2 separate regions of the Mus musculus genome follow, and region 2 is linked to region 1. The links are chromatin contacts, called in public promoter capture Hi-C maps. All regions are on one chromosome and are shown on one strand. Each heading gives the region's core, a stretch centred on a gene start, on an enhancer-like site or on the middle of the called end of the contact. The rest is flanking DNA. Distances are from core to core; before and after follow the strand shown.

Region 1 (5,719 bases), core at 2,445-4,944:
TCCCTCCCTGGAGACAACTCCTGTGTCCTGCATAGCTCATACCAGCTGCAGTGGAACACCCTTCTCATCTCATGGTTTTGTATATGAATGATAGAGTATATTATGCATTTTAACTTTCTCTAGAACACAAAGTCCTTCCCCTCCCCACCCCACTTTGTTTTCTCTATATAGCCTGGAACTCATTGTAGACCAGGCTGGCCTTGGACTCAAGAGAGCCACATGCCTTTGCCTCCTGAGTATGGGGATTAACAGCATCCTCCTCCTTATGGCTGCTATTCTACACTGTCAACACATACTGGCTTCCTAATAACAGGAAAGGAAGTGGTTTCTAACTTTTAAGAAAATGACCATTTGGGGTCACAGTGCTCTGGGTCACTGTGCTGTCAAACATTTCTATTTCTGCCACTCTGCTGAGTGAAAACGCCTTCTTAAATGGCTTCTAAACTACTGCTTGACCCTTTAGACGGATTATTCCATGACTGGCTGCAGGGTCACTCCCAGTTAATGTAGCACAAACTTGAGGAATCTCTTTAATAGTCTAAACCACACCTACATCTTCCCAAGAGGGTTCTTTAGGGCCTTGTGCCAGGCTCCTCCAGTGGGAGGGACTTAGCCTCTTGACAGCCAATATAATGAGGTAAGGTCCTGACTACACAATCAAATAAATTAATCACCTCCTCTGAACCTCAGTTTCCCTCTCTTTAAATTGAAAGTGTTGTTTTATAAGGTCGTATACACCTCTAATTCAGTCCCAGCATTCAAGGGGTTAAGGCAGAAAGCTCTCCAGTTCAAAGCCCGCCTGGGCTACAGAGCAAGACCCTGTCTCAAAAATGCAAAGATTTATATTTCTATTAGCTCTTTACTAAAAGGACAAATGAAAGACAGACAGTGGGATCCCCTGCTCCTTTGCAGGGGAGCTAGCTACCTTCTGGTTCTGATTCTCGGGGCAGGAGAAGGGGATGGGAGGAGGGAGGAACTAGGGCAAGACTGCCTGCTTACTTACCTTCTTGCCACTGAAAGGGTGGTCTCTCCTTGCTCCAGGAACTGCACCATTGTCTTAGGGAGTGTTGAGTCAAAAGCATTTAAGTCTACAACTCCCCCACCAACCCCTGACTCCAGACCCAGGTGAGGCTCTTCCAGGTGAGGTGCCTGGAACTGTACCAGTCTCATGTTTCTGGAGGGTTGACAGGGCCTCTTCTGAACCTGCAGCAGAGCTGAGAACAGCCTCCTCCTCCCAAAGCCCAGCATCAAAGCCTAAAAGGAGAGAAGCAGCCACAGGAGACAGAGGACTATAGAACTGTCATGAAGATCCCTTCATGAAGGAAAGAAGCAGCCACAGGAGACAGAAGACTATAAACCGTCATGAAGATCCCTTCGCTCCTTTGCCCCAGCAAGCAGTCCCAGCATGCCACTTGGGAAGTGCTCGCACAGGTCATTTCACCCTGTCATACTTCAAAAAGCCAGAGTACAGATGACTAGGCCAGGCTTTAAGCTAGCTCCGGGGATCCCAGCCTTGCCTCAACCAGTGTTTCCTGAAAGTTCCCACCACTGCAGGCAAGTGGGAAACACAGCAGGCTAACTCGGACCTGCCGTCTTGCATGTGGGGTAACAGATATGAGCGACTGATGTACACAGGCCTCAGATGTTGAGATGATGTTATGAAGATGGCCAGGCCGCTACCTCTAGCTTTTAGAGGATGTCCCCCTTCACTGGGGAAGGCTAAGGTGTGCAGGACTAGGACTCAGCCCCAAGTTAGGCAAATGGCTATTGCTAGAAATGGCTTCCCAGCTACCTCATGCAACTTTTAAAAATACTTGGTCCTGTTGCCTTTTGAGTTAAACACTTTCTTCTGCTCACATGCTCAAGCTAGAACCCCAGCCAGCTTGGCTTAGGAGCTACCCTCCATCACCTCTAGTAGGTACCAGTTTCTGCTGCTGGTGAACAGGGAGACTCAGGGCACCAAGAGCCCAGATACTTGGCTTCACACATTGCTTAGCTATCTCCCTGGGTTCAGTAGCAATGTCTGTCTCTTTAACTACTGAGCCTACACTGTTGCTGCTGTGTATGGAACACAGGCTTGCACTGCCTCTGTCCACTGAACAGATGGAAGGTGCAAGGGACTTGACTTTTCACTTCTTGGAAAAGCCTAGTGATGATCAACTTTGGGACGTGGCCCATGTCTTCCTTCTTCAGATCCAGACCTCTTGGATACCATTGAAAAGGTTCAGGGCCTGCTATGAGTTCCAGGCTCCACCCAAAGTTAAGCTTCATTATCGTGCTGCCTTTGTTTTTAATGGTACAGGTGCCGGCCTGGAAGGCACATGCTAGCTTGAGCTATTCCCCAGATAATCTGCACTCTATATCCTCACTCATTCCCTTTCTTTGTCTTAATCTAGGTCTGGTCTTCATTCCCTGTCAGAGTCCTCTCCCTTCTGGATAGCTTTCTTTTAAAACCAGTGTGGGGCTAGGAAGACAGCATGGCTGGTAAAATGTTTCCACTGAAAGCCTGAAGATCAGTTAAATCCCCAGAACCCACATAAAAAAGTTTGTACACAGTGGTCTATGCTTGTAATCCCAGTGCCGGATAGGTGGAGACAGGTAGATTCCTGGGGCTTGCTAGCCAGCCAGTCTAGCCTAATTGTTGAGTTTCAGGCCAATGAAAAACTCTGTCTCAAAGACTAAAGTACGCGTACGCGCACACGCACACGCACACACACACACACACACACACACACACGTCTTTATACTAAAAATGAGAGAGACTGCTAGACGTAGCTCCGTCAGTTCAGGGCTCTTGGTCCTCACCTGGTTGAGCCAACCTACCCTGTTCAGGATCACCAGAGTGCCAGCTTGCAAGTCTGGCCAGAAAACCAAAGGCTTTCCATCTCCTGCTCTGTCGTTTTACACAAGTACCGCCATGCCACAGTCCAAAGGCTGGTCCAGCATATGTGACCAGTCACACCATACACTAAAACAGTACTGTCCCAGGGAAAGCCAAGTGTCTCACTTGTGAGGTCTACTATAATTCTCTTGACGGTGGCTTGGCAGGTGCTGCTGGTCCAGTTTTACAGATGAACAAGCCAAGGCTTGGATAGGGTAAGAGGGGTTTGGTTTGCCTAAGGTTCAAGGGTCTTACAGCTAAAAGAAAATTGGCATTTGAATCCATGTCTAGATGACATTGAAGTTCTTAATTCAAAAGCAAGATACTTCTCAAGCAAGATAATCTAGTTTCAATCCTGCCTACTCCTCTCAGGTCCTAACTGCTACCAGCCCATGGTCATGGCCGTGGAGGTAAGGCAGAACACCTGCTCTCTGATAACTCTAAGCCCCGCTGATGATGAATCTGTGACGGGCGCTCACAGGTTATTTCATTCTCTCGAATCACTATGACTCGCAGCACAAAGGTCCCTTAGCAAACAGCACAGCAATGGGCAGCTTGAGGCGCTGCGCCGTGCGTGTGACCCTGCTGATCTGGGAACCGAGGTCAGCCACTCGGCTCCCAACGTCCGGTTCAACTCCCTCTGAGTTGGCCTAGCCTCAGTTTACCTGGTCGTTGCAGCCGGACTTGTCCGGCTTCCTGCGCTGTCAGCGGACGCCTGCGGAGCCGCAGGACAAGAGGGGAGGGCGGAGAAGCCACAGCCAGTACCGCTGCAAGCACTTAACTCTTCTCCAAGGAATATAGGGACCGCCCCTTCGCAGTCGCGATATGGTGACGTCACGAAGCTGTCGCCACCAGGAGGACACCTGCTTCCTCCCGGAAGTCCGCCCTCCTGCTGTTAGGTACTTCTTTTAGCCACAGAACTTCCAGCAGGTGCCTAGTGTGTGCATTTGGGGAGACCGTGGCTGGCTCCAGGGTGACCCTGGGATACCCAGGCTCGGAGAGAGCGCATCCGACCTTTGAGCTTCTAATTCTGGCCAGGCGCTGCTTCTGGGCCAGGCACCTACTCATAGTTGTCCAGGAAGCACTCTGGTAGACAGTAACAAGTAGTTTTGTGCTCTAATGTTGACCCACCAAGGACAGGGATGTCTATATGTGTTGTATTCGTGGAGAAAACATAAAGGCTAGGAGTGATTTTGCCCATGATGGCTCCTGAGCCAGTAAGGGCTCGTCCAACCACTTATTTAGTTGTCTTGGCAGGTATGAAGCGATTCTGAAGGCAAAAGACACTTGTGTCCTTCCTTCAGCTACTGGGCTTTCCCCCATGAATCTTGTGTGCTGGGGGAAAGAAAAGACTGAAGCTTGTGTGTGCCAGCTAGAGGAGGAGTTTTGTCACCCAGTAAGCTATATCACAGATTTGGCAACTGGTCAGACTATCTTGTGGGATAGACTGGAACTGAGATAATGGTGGATCAATAACCGGCAAGACCACACCTTGACCAAGACTGCTTAGTTATGTACACCACTTGCTTTCTATTTGAGAATCTGAACCTCATGTCGGGACTCCAAAGATGGACTTTGGGGAGTCACTGAACCTTTTCCCCTTTCCTTTCTTGTCTTTTCTCTTTTCTTTCCAGTGTGACCACATTGGCAAAGTCGTAGCCAGCTTTTCACCATTTTTTCTTTAATGCACACAGTGAAGACAGATGGTGGCCTGTCTACTTTTTAGGCTTGTCAGGGCTCACCAACTTCACCTACTTGTAGCAGCACCCTGTTCTTCACGAACCTTATTTTAGGGGGAAAAGGGTGTGTGTGGGGTGATGGGCAAGTCCAGGCAGCAGGCATTCGGGTGGAAACATCCTCTACAACCACACCCCGAGTCCTCTGGCCTATGAAAATGTAAAGGGGACTCTGAGAAGGAGCCTCCTAAGTGAATCAAGGTCCAGACAGAGCATCCGAGGCTTCCATTGCCCCAGGAAGAAGCACAGGCTTTTATTAGATTCCTCTTATTTTTTCCCAGTGAGGCTTTTTTTTTTTTTTTTTTTTTTTTTTTTTTTTTTTTGGTTTTGGTTTTTTGAGACAGGGTTTCTCTGTGTAGCCCTGGCTGTCCTGGAACTCACTCTGTAGACCAGGCTGGCCTCGAACTCAGAAATCCGCCTGCCTCTGCCTCCTGAGTGCTGGGATTAAAGGCATGCACCACCACACCTGACTTCTTTTTTCTTTTAACACCAATGTTTTCAATCCTAGAAAAAGACCAGGGCTTTCCTTCCTGTGTGATTTTGTTTTTCTTCTTCATAGTTCATGATGTCAGCTGAGGTTGACAGCACAATGAAACCAAACCGATGTGACAGGAGCAGGCGATTTTGCTATGCTCTAGGTCTTGGAGCTGCACATCAAACCTGGGACTCATCACTCCATGGTTGCTTAGCCTGCTTGTGGGGTTGACAACATTCTTCCTAGCTCTGATATCAACGATTACAAATTCTCAGGTAAAATCAGGCTTCATCCTCACAGTTAGAAACTGGACAATAACTTCAGAGCATGCCAATAAGGGACTGACATCTGCTTCTTTCTTCAGTGTTGTTGATTGTCTTGAGAGTTCAGCCAGGACATTCATGTGTACTGTTGATGGTGGCATGGACGGCTGGCAGAAAGAGAGGAGGTGGGCTGGAGAGATGGCTCAGTGGTTGAGAGCACCTGCTGCTCTTTCAGAAGACCTGGTTTGAGTTTCAGGACCTACATGGTGCCTCACAACGAGCTGTAACTCTAGTTCTGAGATATCTGACACCCTCTCTGGCCCATATAGGTACTGAGCATGCATGTAGTAAACAGACATGCATG
Region 2 (5,315 bases), core at 2,152-4,651, 1.9 Mb after region 1:
CTGGGGAGAGTGGCTCCAAAAAAGAGACCCCCCCCACTTTGATCTTAGCCACAGTACCTCAATTGGAGGCCCCTGGCTGCTTTTATGACTTTATCAAGAAATAAGAATTATTCTTTTTAAAAGGTATAAAGCAATAAGATTCTTTTCACCTGGACCAGAGTAGACAGCTCCCTCCAAAGCTTCTAAGATCAGAAGCTAAAAGGAGACAGCACACACTGCTGCTGTTAGCTCTTGTCCCCTCAGCTGTGGTGGTGTGGTGCCAGGTCCACACCATCATCTAAAGAGGCCCTGACCGCGCTTGGAATGCTTGTTATTATGGAAGAGAGATGTATGCTCCTGATAGTCAGCAAACCTCCCTTCAAGGAACTGTGTGTGTGGTATTGGTGGGAAGGATATCAGCACGAGGGATAGGACTGGGAACAAAAATGGACATATCAATTCTCTACCATCTACATTTCAGCCTCAAATGAGGGAAAAAGAACCCACAGGCAGTTATTGCATGTCCATCAAATGACTTCACACTAATGTGTTATCCCTATATGACTGGGCTGGAAAAATGGTCCTTTTTCGTTCTGTCTCTGTCTCTGTCTCTGTCTCTCTCTCCTTCCTTCCTTCTTTCCTTTCCCTTTCTTTTTCCTTTTCTTTTTTTGTATAATGACCATAGTGTTCCATTTTAAAACACAGGGACCCAGTAGGCTGCCAGGAGGCCAGAAAGGGAAACCAAGATGCTCCTACTTACCTTGTTGGTTGATATTCTGTCCATTGAGGTGGAGAGCTTTCAGCTCATATGGGTCCGACAGCACGAGGCTTTTTTGTTGTTCATCTCGGAGCCTGTAGTGCAGTTGTCTAATGGGAACGTCACACACCAGCAGGTTATCATCATCATCCCATGAGTCACAGAGGATGGGCTCTGAAAGTTCAAGAGCAGATGTTGTTTAGGCAGATAATTAGAAATGCAAGCACTGTGAAGTGAAGCAGCAGAATTTGGCTTATTGAGCAACACCTAAGCATGTGCAGTCAAGATTCTATTCTAATTTTAGTGGGGGTATAAAAACACTGGGAGTGGGCTGGGCAAGAACATTGGATTTGGCATCGTGAGATAAGCTGCAGTGTTATAACCATTCACTAGGGACTAGCAGTAGTGGTCCTTGCATGAAACGATGCCAGTAATAAGACCAGCTTAACTGGGAAATTGTGAGATTCACAACCTCTAGTATAAGCCAAAGTACTTGGCAAGTCAATGGTTGAGTTGCAAGTGTAAGCATCATTAAAGCCTTTTTATAAGTTAATCAGCTCAAGATAGAACTGATTTGTTTGGAGGTTTCCTCATTTTCTTCTAATGGTTGGAATGTCTAGCACTAAGGGTCTTGCACTTGAGGGGCGTTGAGTTCTAAGAGGTGGGCTGAGAAGGACCAGAGCGAAGGTCTGCTGTCTGCTCTCAGTCCTCATTAAGTACCTTCTTCAAAGATGAAGGAAAAGAAGGTGCTCATGTCCTCATCCTGGAAGGTCCACGGGAAAGACACAGGTAGCTGCCACAGCTTCTCCACAGCCACAATGAGTGATACTGCCTGCCTGAAGCTCTTGTTGATGTGCTGCTGCGAGATTTGAAGCTGGATGCTCTCATCAGGACAGCCCAGGTCAAAGGTTTGGAAGCAGCCCTGTGGAGAAACCAGGCAGTGAGCACATCAAGTCATCAGACCAGAGGACTCCTACATCAACCCCAGAGAACACCAAGGGCCCGGGAGATAAGTTCTTAACCACAATCCCTGTCTATGTGGAGCCCAGAGAATTTAATTGGCCTACCCAGGGGTACATGGCAACCAGACACAGGCTTCCTGGCATTCTCTATAGTAAACCTCATTTCTACTTTATCTTTCTTGTACAGACCTTGCCTCACTGTATAATTAGACCTACTTAAACGTTTCATCTTTTGGTATCCTTGCTGCTCAAACATCATGTTATTTAATTTCTCATGACAGTATGTTCATGTTGTCTTCTATTCAACGGAGATCACCCAACAGGCTCTCAATGGCTTCCCATACATTCTTTTTCTCATAGGAATATTTAGCAGACACTATAAGCATAGCTTTTGTTTGTAAAATATGTCACCACTTTTCTGTTCTTTGGAGAAACACCACATTAAGGCCTAAACACAGTTGCCTTGAGGCATGATAACAGTTTCAAAGCTTGAAGGACAGCGATAGATCATTTCAATAGTGTAAAGGAAAGGTTGATTGGGAGAGAAGTTTCTGTCCAGAGTAGAGGCTCCCAGGGAAAGCCATGTTCTGGAGCAGGCAGTGGGGGACAGAGCCTGGCTGGGAAAGTGAGAGGCGTCACCCAAGGCTGAACTAACTAGTTAGAGTGGTCTTAAAATACATTCATGTAAGCTAAGGACTAGATTCTGTAGCTGGGGGAGACTGTTGAGGGATTGGGAAGAGGTCTGAGAGAAACAGCTGCCTCCTGAGTGGGGCAGTGACGTGGCTGGACTGACGCCATGTGGCATTAGAGCGTTCTCAGTCATCATAGGAAGGGACAGCTGGGATGCAACATGGCTCTTCATGAGAGCAAGTCTGGAAAGTGCCCTTGTGCTAGGATGGACTTGGCCAGCACTTAAAACACTTCAGAATGGAAGGTTGTGACAGATCGCCAACATTTCAGAGATCTTCTGACCTGTGTTTCCCAAAGGACACAGTGGGGACTGTCTATGATCACACAGCAATGAAAGGTCTTGTCTAAGGCCACAGGTTATTTTTAAAAATCCTAACTAACTTTTTGTTTATATCACTTATTTCTTATTATCTTAATCTCCCCAGGAACATGCGAAACTGTTCTTTGGCAGAGAAGGAAGAGATGCTAATTCTGAAGGTCATGCTCTCTAGATCCAGAGTTCGATTTAAGTGGTCAGATTAAGCTCCATCTCTCTCAAGGGGGGACTAAATGTATGTTGAAGACCATACTGTCTTCTTAGCATAAAACACCATGATTGCCATCAGCAAGCCTTGGTGTGTGGCTGTGGTAAATGAAACCTGTGTGGGAGCCAGGTCAGTGTGTGGGTTGCCTTATCTATGTCACTGAAAGAGGCAAAATAATCCCATCACAAAATAGCCTGGGAGCAAGGCAGTCCCATATCCCTTCCCGTTTGGGTTTTTTTTTCCCATGCCACAGTCCCTCCACAGGTTAGGAGCCAAGCTCAGAGTCTCACCTTCATCTTTTGGGGTCCGTCAACTTCAAAGAACAGGTCATTCTCATCACTGTAATGAAAACAGATGTGGTCAAGTGATAGCTCCTTATCAATACTGAGCAGACAGACTTCCATTGTTCATAAAACCACACCTACCATGACTCTTAAAGCTTCCCAAAGACTTCTGGGAAGTTCTACAGTGCTACGTAAGTAACAGTCTAGAAGCAGATTCTGGGCCAGGTAAGTGGGTGCTCTGGTTGCTCTCTGTTGACTTCTGACACCTAAATTCTAGACTAGCAGAGTTAGCTAAAGTCTGAGCTCTCTGCCTTTGCTTCCAAGCCAGACTTTGCAAAAGAGTCTCTTATCCTGTCCATGTGGAAGTTTTTCTTACCATTGCATCTGTAGGAGTCCCTGTAGTGACAGCACCTAAGTCCCTAGGTTGGGCTTGGGAGTGAAGAGGTCAGTCTTTAAGCTAGGTTGCTTGAACTCTGATAGCCACTGAAGGAGATGAGTTGGGGACTCTCTGGCCTCTGAAAGTAGATAGCCCTCCATTCCTGAAAGCAGAGTGCTGGATATGTGACCACTCTCCAGTACCCACTGACCTGTCAAAAGGTGGCATTTCACAGTTGAGTTCAGGAACAGTTGCCATAGCTGCTTCAGACACCTGTGTGAAGAAAGAAAGTGGGTGGGCATCCAGCGTTAGCTCCCCGAGGGGCGTCCTTCATATGTGTTTCTCTTAGCTCTAGTTCAGGGCAGGCATGCTAAACTGGTCTCTGAGGAATGAAGGAACGGAGGAGCCGTTGTATAGGTCTAGAACAGTGGCCCTTTTGGAGTCAAGTGGCCCTTTCACAGGGGTCACCTAAGACCATTGGATAACACAGATATTTACACTTCATAACAGTAGCAAAATTATAGTTATGAAGTAGCAATGAAAATAATTTTAGGGTGTGTGGGGGGTCACTACAACATGGGGAACAGCATTAGGAAGATGCTCTGGAAGGAAGCAACAGCAGAGCCAAACCCTAATAAAGAAGCTTTCCTACAAGACAGGAGCTGCCTTTTAGATGTCAGCGGCTATACAGACAGTACTCATTTCCAGAGTACTTCACAAACCATGGAGGTACAGCTACTTTTTATAAATAAAAAGCCCAAAGTCCATCAGTGGGGGGGGGGGAAAGAGAGAGAGAGAGAGAGACAGAGAGAGACAGAGAGAGAGACAGAGAGACAGAGAGAGACAGACAGAGAGAGACAGAGACAGACAGAGAGAGAGAGAGATAGACAGACAGAGACAGAGAGAGAGACAGACAGAGACAGAGAGAGAGAGACAGAGAGAGAGAGATAGAGAGAGACAGAGAGAGAGAGAGACAGAGAGAGAGAGAGACTTACTTGCACAAGGAAGCTTGGCTGGAGAGGATCCCAGATGAGCCTATTAGGCCTCGAACCACTGCAGGGTTTGTTGTCCAACTTGTTTTCCCTCCCTTGTTTTATAGTCCTAAAAAGCAGAAGTGAAGAGCTGTGAAATTTTCCCTTGGGTTAACTGATTTCACAACAAAACTGAAGGGTGGGGGAGGGGGGAGAAGCTTGATGGGAATTCTTAGGGGAAGAGGCTATTGCTACCCTGAAATAATTTCTAATCCCTGGAAGTCAAGGGGTGGCAGATAGTGACACATTCGCAAGTGTGTCATCGTGGTGGAAATGGGCATTATTTCCCCCTGGACAATTGTGCAGATGGTGTCAATATTAAAAATATTGGGTTTTCCTGGGTTAGCTGTACATTTTAAGTCAGGATGTGCGGAACAAAGGTAGGCACGTAGATGCACACCCAGAAGTGTGTCACCTCTCTCGCCTCCTTGTGCTTAAGCTGAGGGAGCTTTGCAGTTGGAGTTTGGTAACTGGATGGTGCTTCTGTGCTCTCCATCAACTGTGTTAGCAGGGGCTTCTGGAGAGACACGCACTTCCTTGTGTGGGTCAGGGCACACACAGTATGCAGGTATCAGTGTAGACTTATCATAGGGTCAGGGAACTCTGGAAGCAAGCCTATGCAGTCTGATAATGCCAGGGTGCTTATTTTTTTCTTTTATTGGATATTTTCTTTATTTACATTTCAAATGTTATCCCTTTTCCAGGTCTCCCC

The links. Promoter capture Hi-C pulls out the DNA fragments that hold promoters and counts their contacts.
Region 2: a contact with region 1 is called in a promoter capture Hi-C map of hematopoietic stem and progenitor cells, with 3 times the contacts expected there. The contact joins the promoter of Il1bos here to the promoter of Fahd2a in region 1. A contact is called at or near these places in 3 of 39 promoter capture datasets (3T3-L1-derived adipocytes, hematopoietic stem and progenitor cells and liver).

The regions. Positions count from the first base shown.
Region 1 is chr2:127,440,871-127,446,589 of GRCm38.p6, forward strand. Fahd2a (fumarylacetoacetate hydrolase domain containing 2A) reads right to left here and starts at 3,695. Exons shown (of 8, transcript NM_029629.2): 1 at 3,547-3,695; 2 at 1,004-1,254. The coding sequence starts at 1,248.
Region 2 is chr2:129,366,501-129,371,815 of GRCm38.p6, forward strand. Il1bos (interleukin 1 beta, opposite strand) reads left to right here and starts at 3,402. Exons shown (of 3, transcript NR_015474.1): 1 at 3,402-3,421. Il1b (interleukin 1 beta) reads right to left here and starts at 4,639. Exons shown (of 7, transcript NM_008361.4): 1 at 4,568-4,639; 2 at 3,784-3,845; 3 at 3,203-3,251; 4 at 1,457-1,658; 5 at 740-910. The coding sequence starts at 3,830.